Regions from separate parts of the Xenopus tropicalis genome. Here all the other regions are linked to region 3. The links are chromatin contacts, called in public Hi-C maps. All regions are on one chromosome and are shown on one strand. Each heading gives the region's core, a stretch centred on a gene start, on an enhancer-like site or on the middle of the called end of the contact. The rest is flanking DNA. Distances are from core to core; before and after follow the strand shown.

Region 1 (4,091 bases), core at 1,123-3,622, 60 kb before region 3:
TCCCTAGTTCCACTGGGAAACATGGTCAAAAGTTCCCTTGGGTAGGTAGTACATTTTGTAAATAAGTGGGACTATATACTATGATTGACTTGAGTGCTAAATCTGTCTTAGAAAGGTGGAGATGGGACTCAAGATAGCATTAATTGTGTCCTGTCGAGGAGTGGAAAAATTCTCCAGGCTTCTATCATATTAAGATATTATTTTTAGTTTCCCCAACTGTGTATTCACACCTCCACCGATCCAGATTTAGGTTAAGGATAGCATTAAAATCAATTAATATTATTTAATTCAGCTTTTGTTTTATATATATTTGGTGCCTAATAATTAAAACCTGAGAATGTACACAGGATACACATTATACAGCACACACTCTGTGATCCCCCAACCAGTGGCTCAGAGACAACATGTTGCTCACCAACCCCTTTCATGTTGCTCCTGGTGGCCTCAAAGGAGTGCTTATTTTTGAATTTCTGACTTGAAGGCAAGTTTTGGAGGCATAAAGACCATGTGTACTGCCAAACAGAGCCTTCTGTAGGCTGCCAGTTCACTTTGGGCTACCAAATAACCAATTACAGCCAGTCACAGTGTTCAGGGGGGTGAATTAAAAAAACTCAGTGCCCATGTCAGTTTGTACCCGCAGTTGGGCGGTGTATAGGGTAGAAGAGAGAAAGGCTTTTTGCCATAGGCCCCTCTTGACCTCCTGGAATTTTGCCCACTGATCATGCCCCTCCACAGAGAATCTAGATATAGAGATACAGATATATTTTGGAATTGTTTTGTTGTATTTGTGCTTTCTTTATGGCGATAGCAAGGAGTTTGTCCCTGTGCTTACAATTAGGAATTTGTGCTATTAGAGACCTTGCCAGAATTCTGTGGAATGCAGGTTTTAGGGCCTTTGGAAAAAATATAATAAACAAATTAAAAGAGTAGTGAATTGGCCATGTCAGTAGCTCATCAGTAACAATTTGGGTTCTGGATGTGCAAGCCCCAAACCTACAGCTCGGGAGGTAGTCCATACAAAATCAAAGGCAGGCAATGACAGATCCCATGGACAGGCAATAGTAAAAGAATTGTAATTGTAAACAAAATTAGGGCACATTGCCTTACGTGTTTTGTGCATTTAGTACTTAATCATAGGGACCGATTTATCAATATGTGAGATCTGAGGTCATAACAGAAAAATTTACCCACTTTCTATTTATTCCTATGGGATTTTTAAAAGCGTATTTATCAAATAGTAAACTCTAACTCTCACATTGATAAATACGCTTCTAAAAATCCCATAGGAATAAACAGAAGGTGAATTTTTCTGTGATGAGCGCTAATCTCACATTTTGATAAATCTGCCCTATATATATATATATACTAAATAAATAATTCAAATATTTATAACCACTTGAATGTGACACCCTGACACCTCCCATTGACTTAAATGGAAACAGCGATTTCTCAGCCTGGCTGAGACCAAGCCAGTTCCTGCGAAAGTCAATGTGAGGGGGCATAGAACATTTCGGGCGCTTCTCTGCCAGCTGAACTATGTGGGTAGAGAAAATGGCCCCTATACTATAACCCTAAGTCACCAGCCATTATGCATCAGAGAATTTGTTCCAATATTCTTCATTTATAAGCTGCCATTCTGGTCAGTTTAGCCAGTTTATACCCAGCAATTAGTGCCTCTAAGACAGGACTGGTCAAAGTTACACTCTGCAGTTGTTCAATAAACTTCATTTCTATGTGGCCATTCAGGGGCCTTTGTGAAAGAACATCGATCTTGCAGGGCTTCTTTGATAAATGATACCAACCGCAACAAAAGCCTGTTATGTATAATAGAACAGATGCTCAAGCTGTTACCTTAAACTTTAGCTAAGAATCGCCCCCCCCCCCTTCTGTGCTCTGTACTGCAGCGTTTAATTCTAGCATTCTATTTAAATAGGGTTATTTAGAGGGGTAACTCTTTTCAGCCCCCCGCTGTAGCCCGGTGTGTGTGTGAGGGGCAGACACGCAAACCAATGATTCATATAAACAGCATCCCATGACTTATCGGTGCTCTGTATCAAACAGCAGTGCGGTGGGGAGAGAGATGAAGTCATCTAGTGTAGTACACAGGGGAGCAGGGGATGACTATTGTGCTTTCCAGTAATGCAGACTATTAATGAGATGAAATGTACACTGCCTTTTTATTCTCTTGTGCCATTAAAGGCATCAGAATCCTGATAAGAGCAATTTATACTTCCCATTTATCCCTTTAGAAATGACCAGCACATTTTTTTAACATACATTCCATGCAGGTTGCTTCCTTATCTTGTCTTTTGACCTCGTGGCCCCTATTGCTGTGGGTGTCAGACTTCCTGTACTCAAGCCCCTCCAGGCTGCTTTGTTGTAACAGAGCCCCTGCTTTTGTTTCAGTAGTATCCAGAGCAACAAATAAGTCCAGTCTGCATGATTTTAGTCATGCCTTCCACTGATTTGGGCTCCCTGGGTGGCAGAACAACAGTATTAGGAACCTTTGATATATGGTACAGGTATAAGATCTGTTATCCAGAATTGCAGACCTACAGTTTTTTGGATTATTGTATTTTTTCATAAATTGGATCACCATACCTTAAGTCTACTAAAAACCTTTTAAACATTACATAAACCCAATAGGATTGTTTTGCCACCACCAATATGGGTTCCTGCTTCTTAGTTACCATAAAGTACAAGGTACAGTTTTATCATTACTGAAAAGAAATCATTAAAAAAATATTATTTGCTTAAACTGGACTCTATGGGAGATGGACTTCCTGTAATTCAGAGCTTTCTGGGTATGGGGTTTCCTGGTAAAGTTTCTGTATGTGTTATACAATCATTACCTTTAAAAATATCCCTGCACCATAATTGTTAGCATTTGTATATCATTTGTATGTTGATATATACAACCTTCTGTCATGCAATGCTGAGGAGGATTGTTATATGTTGCCATTTTTAATCAAGTAATAATAATAACAATAATGAATGGATCTCTACCACCCCCAACAACCAGGGCCGTATTTCTGTCTGCCCTAGGCACAGGACATTTGAGTGAATGTTCCCCCCACCCACCTTTGGACAGAGCATTCCTCTCCACAAAAGGAAGTGGTACCCCCTTTACTTTGCTGCTGGATTTAGCCACAAGTGTCTGCCATTGAGTCCCCTAAAGTTGCTGGCCTAGGCATGGGCTAACAGGTGCCTATGTATAAATCTAGCCATGATAACAACATTATACATCAAAAATAAAACCAAAAAATATAAATGCATGATCCTTCTCATGGTGTAGATAAGCAATAACCATTTTAGATGCCTACGCCCATGCCTTAAAAAGATTTCTAGTGCCACACTGCTCATTTTAACTTATTTACCAACATTAACTTATATAGCAGTGGCACACTTATGCACAAATATTGTAAAATGCACATCATTCATTACAGCCCCTGCCCTGTGAGTTTACTATCTAAAGTTCCTAACACATGGACTATGGCCCATGGGAAAATGAATCACCTGCCATTAAATTTCAGCTACCTAGTGCAACTAATCTCCTCAAAATACCTTCCCCCTGGCAATAAAGTGCAGGAGGAAACTTGCACTGGGAAAACGAAGCAACTCATATGGCACTGGCAATTCACTTTATTGCCAGTAGAAGGCATTTTGAGAAGATTAGTTGCCAGTGGTAGCCAATATTAACCGATCAACTGATCGACTGATCTCTCCCTGGGCCATGGCCCTAACTCAGCACACTAGGGTCAGTTTCATTAAGAGCTAATTAACCTGCCTGAATGCTTTTGGAGTGCACGAGAATATTCGAAGGACACCCACAAAAAAATGGATCAAATTTCTTGCAAATTGTACCTAGGTTGGAATAAAACTCAGCACCTCAGTGCTACTACAAGGCAGCAATGCTATACACTGAACCATGTGCCATTACAAAATTATCCTGATATTTTAGGCTTTAACCAGCAGATTAAAAGACCCATTTAGGGAAGCAAACAACATGGCGGCACAAGGAATGGATGACTGACTTAAGGTGGCCATACATGTCATGATCCGCTCGTTTGGTGAATTATGGGATCCCTTAT
Region 2 (4,546 bases), core at 1,359-3,858, 52 kb after region 3:
GGTCACTGCCCCGGTGCCAGGTTGCCCAGTGTTGATAAATGCGCCCCACGGAATTGCTGCATCGTTGCTTGCATGATATCATGTGCTCCCACACTGTACAATATACAACTGTAAATACACAAACAATGCTTAGTTCAGATATCTATTGTATTTTGAGACTTCAATTTCAAAATAAATAGGAATTTTATTTGTACATGAATACATCAGTTATCCTGGTCTGTGGCCTAGAGCTGACTCAGTAAGTCTGGACTCCTTCCCATAGTGTCTCTAGGCTAGACATGTCCTTATCATGATGAGAATTAGGCAGAAGGGCACTCTGCTCAGAGACTGCATACATCAAGGATGTTCTTGAACTACAACAACCTCTCTATACCTATAGTAGCTGTGGGGGGTGTTCGCTTGACAGCAAATGAAAGGCCATAGGTGGATCCATACTCGTTGTGGGAAACAAGGGATCCCTTCCGAGACTGGAGCCCGGGGCCTAAACCCTCTTAAAGCTCCAAATGTGCCGTAGAAATTGTCTCGTTGTCCAAGTGGCTGATGCCATGCTTCTACTGTCACCAACCAGGCTTACTGACTAACATGTTGGCATGCCTGAGGGTTGGAAAGGGATGGCATAATAAGTCAATCTGTATACACTGATAATATGCAGATTTAAATAAGCATTATTCTTATTTAAACGGGTGCACCTTAAATAATAAGGTCACCACAAAAAGATGGGATGCCTACCTAAACAACCAATTAAAATGCTCAGATACATTTTAGTGTTTAATACAATTCAGTTTTAGTCAAGGGTACAATACAACAGTTAAACAAAATCACAATCAATAGACCTAGAAATCAAAAAGCAAATAGATACCGTATGAATACAATTTCTGAAATCTGTCTTTAAAGTGAACATCGAAATTTTGGGAAGGAGGGGGCGGAGGGAAGGGCGGGGCAGGGAGGAGGAGACAGTAAAAGAACAAGTAAATAGCCTATGAACAAGCAATTCGCCCATCTTGGATCTTCAGAGGGAAAACAGGTTCAACAACATCCACCGCCAGCCTGCTGTCCTCCGAGATGTGATCCGGGTGAACCTGGTGTTGAATGTTGTGGTCCGATTTTAATGCCATTCGCCTGTTGCAATTAGAAAATAGAATTTAATTCCCGAATAAATGCAAAAGTTCATTATTTCAGCTCATTATAATTATCATGTTTAATGTGAGCCTTATAAATAAAGCCTTGTTCTGCACCCTATGAATAGGAATCCTGCAGTTCTACTTGGTTTTGCATTCGGCCCATTTACCCGCATTGGAAATGGAGGGACGTTTCTGTAGAAGATTCTGAAAAGTGGGGCTTCCACCCATCCTCCACCGCTATGCTTGTGGACTAGGGGGATTGTTTTTTTTGTTTTTAAAAAAGGCACCCCCTAAAACTGGCACCCATATATGAATATAATCACTTAAGTGTTTTTTAAATATAACTATAGTTCTGTAAGTTCAACACATTTCTCTAGTTCATTATATGATATATTGTGTTTATTATATATATTATGGAAGTTCATACAGAGGCACTGATAAGCTCACACTTTCATCTGAAGGAAAAAACCACATTGGGGGTAGGGGCCCAGGGGGTAAGTTCCTTGAGGTGCCCCAAGCTAGTGGCTGCATTGGCTGCTGTTCTTTACAACACAGAGTTTCAGTTGCGCGGACTAATAGCAGGGAGTGTGTGAGAGCCTATTATGTCCATGTGTTTAAACCTGCAAGAATAGCAGTTACAGTGTAGTCTGCACAAAGCTACATATAACGCCAGGCTCTGGGGTGTCTGGCGAGGTAAGATAGAAGAAAGCAGCTAAGAAATCGCGCTTTCCCCAGATTCTGTTGCGTGCTCCCTTTCTATGCTGAATGAGCGTTGGAGAGTGGAGCCATACAAGTGTTCTGTGTCATCAATAATTTCTATGATCCCCAAAGACATGGCAGTCGGCCAGCAACCCACACACGGCGCAGCTCCTTTCATTCATCAAGATCACACTTATATCTTAACGCTTGCTCCCTCAAGTGGATTCCACCTAAGAAGGCAGCACTTTAAGGGGGAGGAGGGAAGGAATACAGTAGCTTTCACAAAATAAGCTCTTAAGGAAACTTTGCGTCACAGTAAATGTCAGATTTATAGTGCTTGGCAGTTGTTCTGCAACTGTAGTAGCCTTGGGGTTTCTGGCAGTGCTTCCTTATTGACAGCAGCTGATGTGGTTTCTCTGAGTTCTCTTTAATGAAAAGCATGCCCTGTGGCTCCCTGGGTTTTGCCCCTCTTAGCTGGTAGCGAGGGCCAGAAGCAGACTTGGCCCAGAACCAAGCAAGTAGCACAGAGGTCCAGTTCTGTAGGCAGATTGCAATCAGAGCGGCGCGGAGGCACAGGGAGCCCAGCCAGGTGCTGTATGAAACCACATCGGGACAAGGAACTCCAGCGACCAATCAGGCACGACCTACTCAACTTTCCTGAAGCTTTTTATATTCGCATTACTGGCTCTGAATAATGTCTGATCCCCCCTCCCCCAAGTGTCATAGCCACATTCACTGGGCAAGACAAAGGCAATGAGATAATAGCAGGGGGACGGGAGGGAGACAGGCACAAAGGCACTGGGGATGTGGTCTGCGAGGTGGCAGGGGATTGGGAACAAAGTAGGCACTGTGGTCTGGGGGGGTGTCAGACTGTTGCACGAGGGGGGGGGGATCAGAAGACTGTTGCACGAGGGGGGGGATCAGACTGTTGACGAGGGGGGGGATCACACTGTTGCACAGGGGGGGGATCACACTGTTGCACGAAGGGGGGATCAGACTGTTGCACGAGGGGGGGGGATCAGACTGTTGCACGAGGGGGGGGGGATCAGACTGTTGCACGAGGGGGGGGGGATCAGACTGTTGCACGAGGGGGGGGATCAGACTGTTGCACGAGGGGGGGGATCACACTGTTGCACGAGGGGGGGATCACACTGTTGCACGAGGGGGGGATCACACTGTTGCACGAGGGGGGGATCACACTGTTGCACGAGGGGGGATCACACTGTTGCACGAGGGGGGGATCACACTGTTGCACGAGGGGTGATCAGACTGTTGCACGAGGGGGGGATCACACTGTTGCATGAGGGGGGGGGATCACCCTGTTGCACGAGGGGGGGGGATCAGACTGTTGCACGAGGGGGGGGGAATGACTGTTGCACGAGGGGGGGGAATGACTGTTGCACAGGGGGGGGAATCAGACTGTTGCACGAGGGGGGGGATCAGACTGTTGCACGAGGGGGGGGATCAGACTGTTGCACGAGGGGGGGGAACAGACTGTTGCACGAGGGGGGGGAACAGACTGTTGCACAAGGGGGAGGGGATCAGATTGTTGCACAAGGGGGAGGGGATCAGACTGTTGCACAAGGGGGGGGGGAACAGACTGTTGCACAAGGGGGAGGGGATCAGATTGTTGCACAAGGGGGAGGGGATCAGACTGTTGCACGAGGGGGGGAAAACTGACATTGGTATAACCAAGATGTTGGATGCAAACTTAAATAAAATGCTTAATACACATTATAAGGGTACTCTAAAGGCTGTTTTTCCCCCATGTTTTTTTTTCTTTAGAAGAGAAGCCAGATGGCCTGGTGGCTACATGTGGCCCTACTAAAACAAAAGAACATTTTTATGAAAAGATATTGAATAGTGCAGCATTTACTGGCTGCTGGGGGCTGGCTACATGTGTAACTTGTCCATCATGCATTACTATATATAGGGGTCACACTGCATATTTGCATTTACACAGTAAGTGTCACCAATGCCATATAATTAAAGATTTGCTCATTTGGCTTATATGAAAGTTGGTATTGGGGCCAACAATCAGATAATTCTGTGGCCCTAATGGGTGAGACCCACATCAAGGCACCAATGCAATCCTCATCAGATGGGACTTTCAAACTTGCCTGACAGATATCTTGCCAATCTCACACAGACAGGCAGTCCTGAGCGCACCATACTTGGGCCAATCAGCCGCTAGTGGGCTGGAGAGGCTGAAATGTTTTTCGACCATGTATAGCCAAAGCTTTACCTGCCACATGCTCATTTCTTGGTAGAAGTCTAAGCTTGAAAACTAAACTCACCAATCTGAATGGCCTCCAGTGTCTGTAGGTAGTTGAGGAATGTTGCAAGTTATTAACTGACATGTATCAGAGGCATCAGTATGGCAGCTCCTGCTCATATGCACTAATGTACACAAAGAAGAGTGAGCAGAATATCCTATGTTCTCATGCTCCACAGTCAGTTTATGGGGAAATAAGGCAAATAACTACTGTTCTTTAAAGATGCATTAACAATTTGCAAACAATTCATTCATTCGCGGTACAGAGAAGCAGCTTGGGATAGCATAAAAACCCAATAAACTCAAGCTATTCAATAACAACGATTGGTTCATCCAAGATAACAAACAGCTTAAGGGACGATTTGAACCAAACAATACACATAAGAATAATTCTGCATTTTTAAGGAAACGTCAATGCACAATATACTCTGTTGAAAAGAATACATGGACA
Region 3 (3,975 bases), core at 46-2,545:
ATAATGCAACATGGCTCAACCCTGTACCACACTCTATGGAAAAAACAAATATTCGCTGCACTGCACCCCCAGTAAGAAAACTATATATTATCCACTATGTTCTAAACAACAAATCAAGCTTGTGTCCACAATGCATCCAGGGTGGACTTCCTACCACTATTCTTTCAACTGACAGACCCCTATCAGGCTGTAGCTATAGCATCAGTTGCATTCATGGAATCACAAAGAAATGAAAAATGTGCAATTCCCATGTAACTATTAGAATTCATAATACCATTTTATTTTTATTGTATTGCCCAGTTTAGTTTGATCAAAATTGGCTAATATGACCAGTTGGTTAAGTTGGACTTAACTTATTCCTGGAATCTGACCAAAGTTTGAACTAACAAAAAGCCTTAAAGGACAAGGAAAGGTTAATATAAATTAAAAGTAAGTCTAAAGGCATTCTTTTTAAGTACTTACTGCATATCTAAATTCCCAGATCCCTGCTTGCTTCTCTGAGATATGGTGCTGGCAGCCTACAGCAGTGTGAAGACTACAGTGACATCACTGAAATCTCTCTCCCCTTCCTGTAGGTGCCAGCGGCAGCCTTCCTATTCTCTGAGCATGTGTGTAACTTGATCCTGTCTCCTGTTCTGAGCTACACATGCCCACCAGCCAATCAGAAGCGGATATGGCAGAGGGGAGGGGGGAGGGAATGAAACACATGTGCAGTATGAAGCAAGGAGGGAAAGGAAGGGAGAATACCTTTTTAGAGATGGCTGCCTGTTCTAGAAAATGTGAAGTAAGTGTGAGTAAATATTTGATTAGGTGAGCCAAAAGTGTGGCGTTTTTACTAAACAATAGGAGGACTATTGGGCAGTATGCTTTTTAAATTTTGACTTGCATTCTCCTTTAAAGGAACACTAAACTCCATATTTTCCAAAGTAAATACAGTGAAACCTCAATTTTACATATCCTGATTTTACATTTTCCCTCATTTTACACTATTTTTGTGGTCCCCTGAAAAACCTAAAACGGGTGTTCTACTGTATGCCCCAAATAAAATCAAATTGTAATGTCATATGACAGTTTTAGCCATGTCCAGCAGCCAGGGTCGCTGTGCTAAGTCGCAGCAACATACGTTGCTAGATATCAGGAAGAAGCATTTGTTCTATAAAACACCTCACGAAAAAAAAAGAGTAAGAAGCTGGACCTGTACCTTCTCACAGCTTAAGGGCAAGGGAACATGGTGGGTATATCCGCTTATCTAAGCCCTGCTGAGAGAAGCGGATCCACTTGCCTATGCTGCCCCGTGTGCCTGCACTAAAAACTACAGTAACGGCCTGAGTGCGGCCACACAGAGCAGAGCGGTGGACGGCCTGAAAAGCATCTACTTTCTAAACCCAGGTCCGGATTGGGATTCACAATTGGCTCTGGAATCTTACAGCTGCCCCTCTGGCATTTGCCAGAATCCACATGAAACCATGTAGCGGAAGCCATGGAAATATTTAGATCCCTATTTAACTGTATAAAAATATTATATGGTAAACAACTATAGACAATTGTCGCTACAGTATAATATTTTATTTTATACTGTTTTTATTGTATACTATTTTATACTATTTTTTTTTACTTTTTCCCAGAAAACCAGTAACCCCTTGTGACTGAAATAAGCTGTTGCATGAAAACATGAATGTTGTTATTTAATAACAGCTCTCATTATTCAGAGCTACTGAGTGCCTGTTAGAAGAGTCTGACTCTGCCTGATATATTTTCCACATTTCATTGGCCTTTTCCACATGAAAAAAAACATAAATATAACTAAATTACACATAAAAAGCATATGACAGTATATTTTTTCCTATACAGTACAATTAATTTTAGGTTCTACATTCATTCATTTGTTTAGCCAAGGTGCGTGACTGCTAAGTGGAGCATGCAATCTAATTTTCATGTTTGAGTTTCAGGCAAATAAGGCACCTGCCCAACGTTACAAAGAAATAAATGAAAGTTGTAAGTGGATTGCCTATGAGCCATGCAGATGAGTAACAGGAAGATTAATCCACCCCCTAAAAAAAATCAGAATTGCACAGAATCACCCAAGATGTTTTACTATTCAAATTGTTACTGATTATTTATCTTTAGTCCCATAGTGGGGCTTCTGTCAACTTCCTATAGAAGTCAAAGAGGGTGGCACTTACTTTAATGTAGGCAGAGTGATGGTATGGAATATTTCCTAAACTTTAATTCAAGAATACTGGCAGAGGGTACATTGGAACCGACTATGGCCTTTGAAGATAGCCAGGCAAAAGTGAAGAGGGAACAAAAATCTAAAACTATAGCAGACTATAGGGCTGATTTACAAGCGCTATTTATAGCATGCGTTAAAAATGTTATTGCTTCTTATTTTTTGTGACTTAACGCTCGATTCACTAAAAGGACAGGCGTCATAATTAAGACGCAATGTTCTTTGCATTATTTAACTAGCGATGAGCGATTTTCTTGCGTTATTTCCCGCTGCGCGCGATATATTTCGCCACGTGCTATATTAGCGCACGATTTTATGCACGTAACCATTACTTTCAGAAAACTACTGTTCTGAAAATGCCCATTTCCCTGAAAACTGGAGGATGCATCACTCTAGGGCCAACACATACTTGAAAAAATCCCACTGCAAAGTCCATGTTGTGTTGCCAAAAGCTCACGAACCACAATTTTCTTTAAGTACCGCCTGCCCCAAGTAGGTGTTAATCTTCGCACAGACTAATGTGATATTTAGCATGTTTAACGCTTCATATATGTTTGTGAATCATGCGTTAGTATTATTTCTATGTGAGAATTAACGCAATGCGAGGTTAATAACACATAGCGATATTGCGTCTTAATGCATGCGAAATGATTTTGATGAATCGGTACTTATTTATCGCGTGCTTTTTAACGCAAAAAGCATGCGATAAGTGTTATCGCCCTTTAGTGAATCAGTCCCTATGTGCCTCCATCATATAAAGCAAAATACAGTTCTGAGGATCACTGTTGAGGAGAAAAGTTGTGTGTGGATGTAGATTGGATAAGGGGATGCTGGTGAAAAAGTTGAAATGATACTCACTCCTTTAGGGTAAGTACATTTAATAGAATAAGCAGCCTTACACTAGACATGGTAAAATTTAGCAGTACAGGTAAAAAAAACAACTTAGTGGAACAGTAGGAAAATGTGGGCATAAAATGTGACTGGGCTGCGATAGTTAAGGGAAGAATAGGATTGTGTATGGTACATTACTTTATTTGTGTGTTAACAGAAAATATTTAAGCTGTGATATTTCCTGTGCTGCAATACCTGGATGTTCATATGGTGAAATTGCAATGTGATTCTTTTATTTAACCAAGCAAATGGAACAGTTTGTGGGGGGTCTTTGTCTCACTTTATGTGGGCAATGCAAGCAGAAAATGTAAAACTTCATAAAATGGACATAAAAGTTCCATAAAAATGATAAACCTGAGCAAGAGAGACAGGCAGATAAGCAGGAAGACAGAGACATTTCTATGACAGATGAGAAAGGTAAACCAGTGGTAGGTAGTGATCTTAAATGCTTTTTACAAAGGCAGTGTTTAAATTGAACAGTGGAATTAAAGTTGTGATGCAGGTTTTGAATGGATGAGTGTTTTAGCACACTGGTTTTTTTACAGGTAATAACTGACTAGCTGTGAGATATTTTGCAGATAATGGCAAAAACCTAGCTGGTAAGGTAACTTTTGTTCCATAGCTGTAGGCTTGTTCCATATTGGAGTGTTGTAAATGCAATCGTTTTAGGATGCATGTTGTCTTTTTATGTGTTTATTAAAAGGAATTTGGACATTTACGAACATGATTGCGAAACATTGGCAATGTCCTTTTGAGATTGGAACAACTGAAAGGGTCTTCGTGGGTTTTTTAAAATATTATTACTCACTCTGTAAGCTGACAAAGAAAGGTGCAGATCCCTCAGAGATGGTCAT

What was found. A called contact is a pair of places that touch in the nucleus more often than the background predicts.
Region 1: a contact with region 3 is called in a Hi-C map of neurula embryo, with 1.9 times the contacts expected there. The contact joins two enhancer-like sites. A contact is called at or near these places in 2 of 5 Hi-C or Micro-C datasets (neurula embryo and tailbud embryo).
Region 2: a contact with region 3 is called in a Hi-C map of neurula embryo, with 2.2 times the contacts expected there. The contact joins two enhancer-like sites. A contact is called at or near these places in 3 of 5 Hi-C or Micro-C datasets (brain, neurula embryo and tailbud embryo).

Annotation. Positions count from the first base shown.
Region 1 is chr6:117,103,357-117,107,447 of UCB_Xtro_10.0, reverse strand. No RefSeq gene overlaps it. Among named protein-coding and RNA genes, the nearest start is that of chd7, 28 kb to the left of the region's middle. Within about 2 kb of position 2,372, at least 3 of the 11 cell types and tissues checked have an H3K27ac peak or open chromatin away from gene starts, as enhancers often do. A contact at or near this core is called in neurula embryo, where this site is marked.
Region 2 is chr6:116,990,748-116,995,293 of UCB_Xtro_10.0, reverse strand. rab2a (ras-related protein Rab-2A) reads right to left here. Exons shown (of 8, transcript XM_002936111.4): 8 at 1-1,119. The coding sequence ends at 1,027. Among named protein-coding and RNA genes, the nearest start is that of rab2a, 47 kb to the right of the region's middle. Within about 2 kb of position 2,608, at least 8 of the 11 cell types and tissues checked have an H3K27ac peak or open chromatin away from gene starts, as enhancers often do. A contact at or near this core is called in neurula embryo, where this site is marked.
Region 3 is chr6:117,042,036-117,046,010 of UCB_Xtro_10.0, reverse strand. No RefSeq gene overlaps it. Among named protein-coding and RNA genes, the nearest start is that of chd7, 90 kb to the left of the region's middle. Within about 2 kb of position 1,295, at least 1 of the 11 cell types and tissues checked has an H3K27ac peak or open chromatin away from gene starts, as enhancers often do. A contact at or near this core is called in neurula embryo, where this site is marked.